Regions from separate parts of the Anser cygnoides genome. Here region 2 is linked to region 1. The links are chromatin contacts, called in public Hi-C maps. All regions are on one chromosome and are shown on one strand. Each heading gives the region's core, a stretch centred on a gene start, on an enhancer-like site or on the middle of the called end of the contact. The rest is flanking DNA. Distances are from core to core; before and after follow the strand shown.

Region 1 (3,849 bases), core at 432-2,931:
CATGAAAATGGTTATATGCAAAATAGAGCAAAATTAATAACTTTCATCTTCTCTTTTGAGTGGCAGTAATTAGAAGTGTTCTAAGGAAGTAATGCCTGGCTTTTTCATCAGTTGTATAAACTGAAAGATTTTTCAGAATTCTATCAGCTACTGTCTTAGGACTGGGCATTTAACTTCTCTGTGTGGCACAGCTTTCTGTGTTGAATATTCACACTAAATGTTACTTTTAGAATTTGTCCTGGATTTGATGTACAGACATTACAATAATAGAGCATGAACCAAAATAAACAAACCCTGAATCATACACATATCACAGGCCATCTCAGATACAGGTCAGAGCATCTCCCACTCCTGTCTCCATCCCCCCACCTCTTCAACAGGTAGCTGCTCCACAAGATTCATTTTAGTTTTTCACAAATCTACATCCAATTATCTCAGCTTTGCTCCTGTCTAAAGCTTAATGAGGAGAATTTCTGATTTTGAAGCAGTTACATTGTCTCCTAATAGTCTTCCAAATCAATTAACAATCACTTGTTTACTATATGGTCTGGCAATAGCTACCACTTTTTCTGTCTGCAAAATGCTCTTTGGAATCCTAAGAGATCTCTATTCATCAAACAGGAGTGCCCACTCAGCATCCTGAAGACTGTATATAGCTTGCAGGAACAAATGATAAAGCTTCTAATACACTCTAGCCTATTGTCTTTTCTAGGATTCCACCAAGATCTAGCTTCTAGTTATATTAGCTATTCTGGAGCAAGCAAAAATAATTTTCTTATCGTTTTCAAACTAAACATCCTCAAAATCAGAGATCAGCAGTACTTCAAAAGTGAAAGAAGCAAATTATTACTGCAGCTATTGCCTTCACTAAATACTAAAGACATGACTAACCCCATCCCACAAACTTTCTGTAGTCTCTCCTACCATCTTTTCATTCATCTCTCTTCTAAACATGCACTGTGTTCTACCAGTTCTTTATTTTTTTTATTTTAAAAGCTAACAAATTTCAGAGAAACTGTTTGCTCTGCTCTTACGTAGTACCAGAAGCTCTAGCTCTTGAACCTTTGTCCTGCAAATCAGCATTGCATATTCACCTTTGCCTCAACTGGTACATTTATTGATTTTTACTTGAGTTTCCTACCATGTTCAGTTAAGGTCAACTAACCAGTTGAAGCTTAGACTCATGTTTCCTCATAGCACTAGCATGCCACAAGCAGTGTTGCATGATCAATACTCAATTTTTCTCACCTTTCTCTAAAATTTTGTATTTCTGCATAACATTTGATGAATAGTAACTCAGAACAGTAATTAAGAAAGTAAGTATGAAAATAATACCTTAAGTAAGAGATTCATCAGTGCTCTGTACTGAACAACATTGCCTCCCTCACTAGCTCCACAAACAAGAAGGTCAAACAGCCCCAAAAGGAGGTGCAGATAGTTTTGGCTATCTTGATTCAAAGATTCAGGATTCCACCAAGTTCCTTCTAAAAAATAAAAGTTACAAATCAGTCATGGTGGATACATATGAAAAACTTCAGGGACAAATTGAAAATAAACACCTTTATTCAAAGTAAGACAATACATTTTGCTGATTTCACGTTCACAAGACATGTTTACAGATCTCCACACAATATCAACAGTGGAAGAAGACTGGGAAAGCAAGGTTTGCTTTTTTCCAAAACCTCTAAAGCAAGCAAACAAACACACGAAAACTCCTCACTTTCCTTAACTTCAAATTGTTGTATAAAAGATGACATTCGAAACTTTAACACTTACCTTTTGGAAAGGATGAAGGAGGTTTAAGGTGATGAATAAAACTTTTCAATAAAAACACAAACATGGCAGACTCCTCTGCATCAACAGTCTGGTCACTATCGAGCTTTTCTATATATGCAGTTAACAAGTCCATTGGCACCAAACTTTCCTGTGTTGTTTCAATAGACCAATTTGAGGGAGTTTCCTGCGAATGAAGATTTATTGAAACATACATTGTCATAATCTCATCCAACTGAAGGCAGAATCTAGCACTAAAGTTCAGCAATATTACATTTCTAACCTCAAAACAGGTATCATTATGAAGTGAATTACAATTCTGATTTTACATTTAAACTTGCATCTGAGGTTTAAAAATTTATACCTGCTCTTACTACCATGATTAAGAGTATACATAAGCAAAGTAACAAAAGGGTACAATAAAACTCCACCTAAAATATCGCTTCAAAGAGATGAGCAGTTAGAGCATTCTGTGGACATTCAGTTTCATCCTTTCATCTAGCTCTGTTTGGGAAACATAATCCATATCTTTCAGATACTTTTATATATAAAAACCCTTTGATGGAATCATCTGAAGTAAGAAAAGCTAATTACCATGTATTGCTACAGATGCATGTGAAGAGGTGCACACAAATAAATACGGCCCTGCTCACCTAGGTTTCTTACACAAGAAAAGAAATGAACTCTTAACATTTTTAAATAAACAAACAACAATAAGGACAACAAACCCATATGGGAAATATGCATGAAGAAAAAAAAAAAAAGCCGAAAGACGCAGCAATACTCTTCTGAATATCATTCCTGCCTGATGGCTCCTCCTTATACCTGTGTCATCTCCCAACAAATGTCAATACAACTGCTTATGGAACTGTGCAATATACCAAAACCCAACAACCCAGGAGCAACACTTTCAATATTGTTCCAAAGACTTGCATGAAGCTGAAATTAATATATGCTCTTTTTTATACTCAGTTGTATGTCCTTCTTTCCCATATTGAACAAGTCATCAAACCTTTTACTCAACAACTGAAAAAAATGGTATTCCTAAGCTCAACAATAACACCTGATACCACAAGGTAGCTGGCAAAAATGCCCCAAACTTGGTGCCAAGCTCAAAGCACTGACACACTGAATCACTTGGTGGGGTGTTAGGCTAACGCACTGGAGTTCTTATTTTTTTTAACATGGACTCACCAAAGCGGTAAAATATAAGAGAAATTCTTAATGGCAACTTCAATTACTCTTGCCAACTGCGCGGCTTCTCTTTGAAAAGAAACAACGGCAATATTTTCAGTCCTCCTCAAGGCTACTAAGCTGCCTCTTCCTCTGATGGAAGACATTTCTCCATTACAAAGAAAACACCTTCTCCTAACTGTTTATATCTCACCTCTGCAGGATGACAAGCTTTGAGATTTCGTATTTTTTCATCCAAGAAGCGGAAGACTCTGATAGCCACTGAAAAATAACTTTCCTTCATCTGTGAATCACAGCAGCACTGAACAAGCACGGAACCAATTATATGAGCAGTTACTTTCTGTTTCACGTTGTCAGATTCTGTTTCAGCAACACGTATCAGATCATCAACCTTGGAAATGGAAGGGCAGGAATAACAACAAAAAGTCTGTGAGATAGTGGGACTTCGCTATGACTTTACAGAGTGTTTCATCTGCATGTCTAATTAAATCCTTATTACCTTCTATCATTGGTAACAAATTACTGTCTGCTGTAATGGTACCCTTTGGAACCTGGGAACACACACACATCTGTGTCTATGAACTATCCACAGGTATATTTATTTCTTTATTTTTTTTACCCAGGAAACTTAAAATTCCTGCAATTTGGTTACAGCAATAAGTTCTCCAAATAGGTAATGGCTTCACTTCTTCTTTTCCTATGTTAAAACAGAAATGTCTTTTATCTCTCTTGTACTGTTTTTTTCTTAAATGCAACATGCATACATTTCCATAGCAGCTTGATAATGACATAATAATGCTATGAACAGCACATATAAAGTTTGACATCTTTTCTACTAGTTACCACCTGTAAATTAAGGTTAGAGAAACATGGCGCACATAC
Region 2 (3,849 bases), core at 765-3,264, 36 kb before region 1:
TTTTTGTAGGAGCTGCAGTTCAAATGTCTCACATTCCTCTTCTGTGAACAGAGGTTTCCTGATAGAGGTGTGTGAACTCTTAACTTTTGTAACTTTTTTTCTGTCTTTAGTTAGGGGCTTTCAAATCAGCTTTGAAGGGTGCTGCTGTGGCTGGGCTCTCTGCTATTTTCAGCTCATACAGAGGCATCCACTGTGTACGTGCAAATAGCTCGTGCAGCTTGTCCAGCATAATCCCCATAGCTTGGGCCTACCACAACTACCAGAAGTTGTTCTTCTGAGTGATGAGTGCTGGCATGTGTGCCAACAGCTTTTCTCTACTGTTACACACCATAGCTGTATGTGTGTGGTAGTGTAGTATGCTTTGCTGTGGTAAATCCAGTCCAGCAAGAAGTCTGGCTGGAGCCCTCGCATGACGACTCGCAATGGGAACACAAAATGATGCAGTGGCATTTCTGAATCAAGACGTCCTGCTGAAATACCCCTTTTCCTGTTTTCTGGCTTAAATTTGTAAGGTTTTGAACCAACACTGTTGTTTAATGGAAAAGAATTCTGATCCTGTGAAGCTCTTGAAAAATCAACATCAGTTCCAATGATTCATCATAAAAACAAAGCTGCTTTTGAGAGTTCATATGTGGATTCCATGTAAATTCAGCACTGAAGGTTGAAAATGTTAGCCTTAATCTTCATTACACACTGGATTACTAATTTGTATACTTGAAATATTTTTTTCCTTTTTGTATGGCATGAGTTGAGGTGTACACATTTTTTTTTTTTAGTTTTGTATCTATTTACAAGATACTGGGTCTGAGTGTTCAATTTAAGTATTCTTATATCTTCTGATGTAATGTATACTACATTTAGAAGAAATATAGATTATCCATTTTCAATTTTATTGTATTTGTTTTTATTTCTTGCAGCTAGGAAAACAGCTGTTTTCCTTCTCACCAGCCACCTTGGAACTACTTATCTACTTATAGCTCTACTACATAGGACAACTAATTATCAATTAGTTGTGCTGTGTAAGAATATCTTATATGCAAGATCCATAGCTTCTTAGATTACCGATGATTGCAGCAGATACTGCTGTTGAAGAAAGGAAGACGCACTTATTTTTCATATGGGAAAAAGAAGAATATATTGTGATAAGACAATGAACAAGGCCGTTTATCTAGAAAACATGCAATAGAGTTACGAACTACAGAGAGGTGTAGAACCTACACTGGGTGGACTCTTCCTGAGTTAATAATTAATCTGATAACAAAGGTTAGAGAATCATGTGGACATTGTAAAGGCTCTGCTAGACTACCGATTTTGTTCCATTATGTTTCTTCTATTCCCACACTGGCCCTGCTCTTCCTTTATGGATTGCCATTTTTTGGCTGCCATCTCTGTGCCTGCAGGATAATCAGTGGCCTTTTCCACCCATTTTAGCTTCATGAAGATGTCCAAACTACTCTATTCTTTAGTTTTTGCAGCTTTATCTAAGAGATAGTCAGCTTACTGACTGTTCTTCAGCACCATTGGTACAGTCCTGTGCTCCACGAGCATTTAATTTTGCTGTGAGGCCAACTGTGTATGGGGCATCCCTGAAAAATCGGACTGACAGTATCCAGTTGCCTTTTACGGGTTTTGGGCTGTCCTTTGGAAGCCCACCATAAAGGATAGGGTAATCAGTGTGGCCCAGGGCGCTTGCATGGAAGCATTTGTATGGAAACTCAAAACTCACTTATTCCTGAAGCACTACTGAGTAGCAGAGCTGCAGTTCAGGCTGGAAACTGAGTGCAAGAGACTGCTTATTTTTCACTCTCGAGCTGACTGCCTCCCACAGATCCAAGTCAAGCTGTAAGCAAGTGGAAAAAATGTAAATTCGGCCTTATAGTAGTGTAAGTTAGGGTAACACTATTGACGTGTGGTCAGACATAGTTGAAAGTTACCAGACAGCAGAATTGTGTAAACAAGGTCCAAGAAAGTTCATGACATTTGTACTAATTTAAAGATCAGCCTACTAATGTATTTTTTTTTACAGCATGTCACGGTCTTCTGTCCTTGAAGCAGAAGTGAATAGTTATTCACAACATTTCAGACATCTTTTAAGTCGTCAGTTTTGGACAGTAATAAAAGCAGGCTTTTTGCTACCATCCGATTACAGACAGTGCTCGAAGCCCAGTGTGACTGAAAGGCATCCTTCCCCAAGCAATCTTTTACGTGAGCCCTTGATGCGAACGAGTCCTTCGGCTCTGATACGGCCTGATGTGTCCTCCCAGCAGCGGTCCTGCAGCTCCTAGCAGGTGGGTGTGCTACGGTATGGGTTGCTGTGCCCGAGTACCCTCCTGACCGCCACACCGGGCGCTGCGCCGCCCCCGGAGCCGCCCCAGCCCCGCCGCGGCCGGGCGCTGGCAGCGGGCGGAAGCCGTTGGGCCGGGCCGCCGGCCGGTGACGCCGCGGGGCGGGCGCGAAATGGCGGCCGCGGCCGGCGTCAGCCCGGCGGCGTCAGCTCGCTGCTAGGTGCCGGGTGAGTCGGGCGCCAGGGTGGGCTGCGGGCAGGGGGTGAGGGGTGGGCGTCCCCCCGCGTCTGTCTGTCTGTCTGTCTGTCTGTCTGTCCGTCCGTGGTGAGAGGACGGGGCTCCCCGGGGCGCCCCGAGGCGGAAGCGACCCGGGGTTGGGGCTTCGGTCCCGGGGAGGCTGCTGCCGGTCGCCCCGCGGCTCCGGGGGCTGGAGCCTCGGGTTGCTGGCCGGGGGGGGGACGGTGGCACTGCTGGTTAGGGTTTGACTGTCTGCAAACGCCAGGCGGTAGCTTGCTCGCTTTTTTCCTCCCTCCCTTCCAGAAGCCATGTCTGCCTTAGTATGGGATCCAGCCCGAATTATCAAGCCCCGCCGGACTTTTAAAGAGGAAGAAATTTTCTGTGGGTCATAGAGCGATAGCGTAATAGCAGTTGTCCTTGCTGTTTCCTTTTTTTTTATTTTTTCCCTTCTGAACTGTGCAGTGTGTGAGATATCAGGGCAGTATACGTATCTGTTTCAGTTCTGAACGTGTAGTTGGGGAACCTTATCTTAGTGTTGCAAGAATATCCGAATTGGAGGGGACCCACAAGGATCATCGAGTCCAACTCCTGGGTCCCCAGAGGACAGCCCAAAAAATCAGACTCCCTCATGTTCACTGACAGCAGTTCTGTGATAGAAGGTTACAGCAGAACCCCGCATTTCCTTACCCAAAACCTGCGTGGCCAAACACAGCCTGACTCGCAGCTTCCCGTCGTCACTGTGACCCTTTCCATAAAACATACAAACAAATCGCTTTGCCACACTGCCCCTCGTCTGCCAGGATCAACAAGGGTGGGCAGAAGAGCTCAGGCATGTGCTGCTAGATCCTAGAGGCCGTCCTGTCGGTCCCCTTTCGGTAAGGTGCCGATCGCAGTCGCACACCAAGGGAAGCTCTGTAAGCAGGCTGCTGGGCACAGGGTTTAGGTCTGGGTTTTGTTTCTTTGGTCTGCTCTTAGACTTGTCAATGTTGTAGTCAGAATTCTTGCTTGCTTTGGTCTTGAGTTCCTAATTTTAAAAATGAAAATACTGGAATTTGCCTGCCTTGGCACATTCCTGTTGTGAATTGATGGTGGTATCCCAAGGGGCATATCAAAAGGGGCAAAACATTTGCATGGTGTAAGCTGGGCATATAACACCTTGTGTTCTCTGAAATGCGCTCTAGACCCTGATCATAAGGAGAATTACTGGCCCAAGTCTCCCACAGGATTAGCCAGATGTTGCAGTGGTCTGTACTGCTGAATCATTGCAGAAGGTTAATCCCAGGTCTCTGTGGAATCGGTCACAGACTTTTTATTTACTTACTTTTTA

Evidence for each region. A called contact is a pair of places that touch in the nucleus more often than the background predicts.
Region 2: a Hi-C map of liver shows a contact between it and region 1, with 5 times the contacts expected there. The contact joins the promoter of LGALS8 here to the enhancer-like site in region 1. A contact is called at or near these places in 2 of 7 Hi-C or Micro-C datasets (both in liver).

The regions. Positions count from the first base shown.
Region 1 is chr3:41,882,948-41,886,796 of Taihu_goose_T2T_genome, reverse strand. It overlaps HEATR1 (HEAT repeat containing 1), which reads right to left. Exons shown (of 45, transcript XM_066994000.1): 17 at 3,161-3,358; 18 at 1,777-1,960; 19 at 1,336-1,484. Among named protein-coding and RNA genes, the nearest start is that of HEATR1, 15 kb to the right of the region's middle. Within about 2 kb of position 1,681, at least 2 of the 3 cell types and tissues checked have open chromatin away from gene starts, as enhancers often do. A contact at or near this core is called in liver, where this site is marked.
Region 2 is chr3:41,919,088-41,922,936 of Taihu_goose_T2T_genome, reverse strand. It overlaps LGALS8 (galectin 8), which reads left to right and starts at 2,014. Exons shown (of 10, transcript XM_066994007.1): 1 at 2,014-2,288. It overlaps EDARADD (EDAR associated via death domain), which reads left to right. Exons shown (of 7, transcript XM_066994011.1): 7 at 1-887.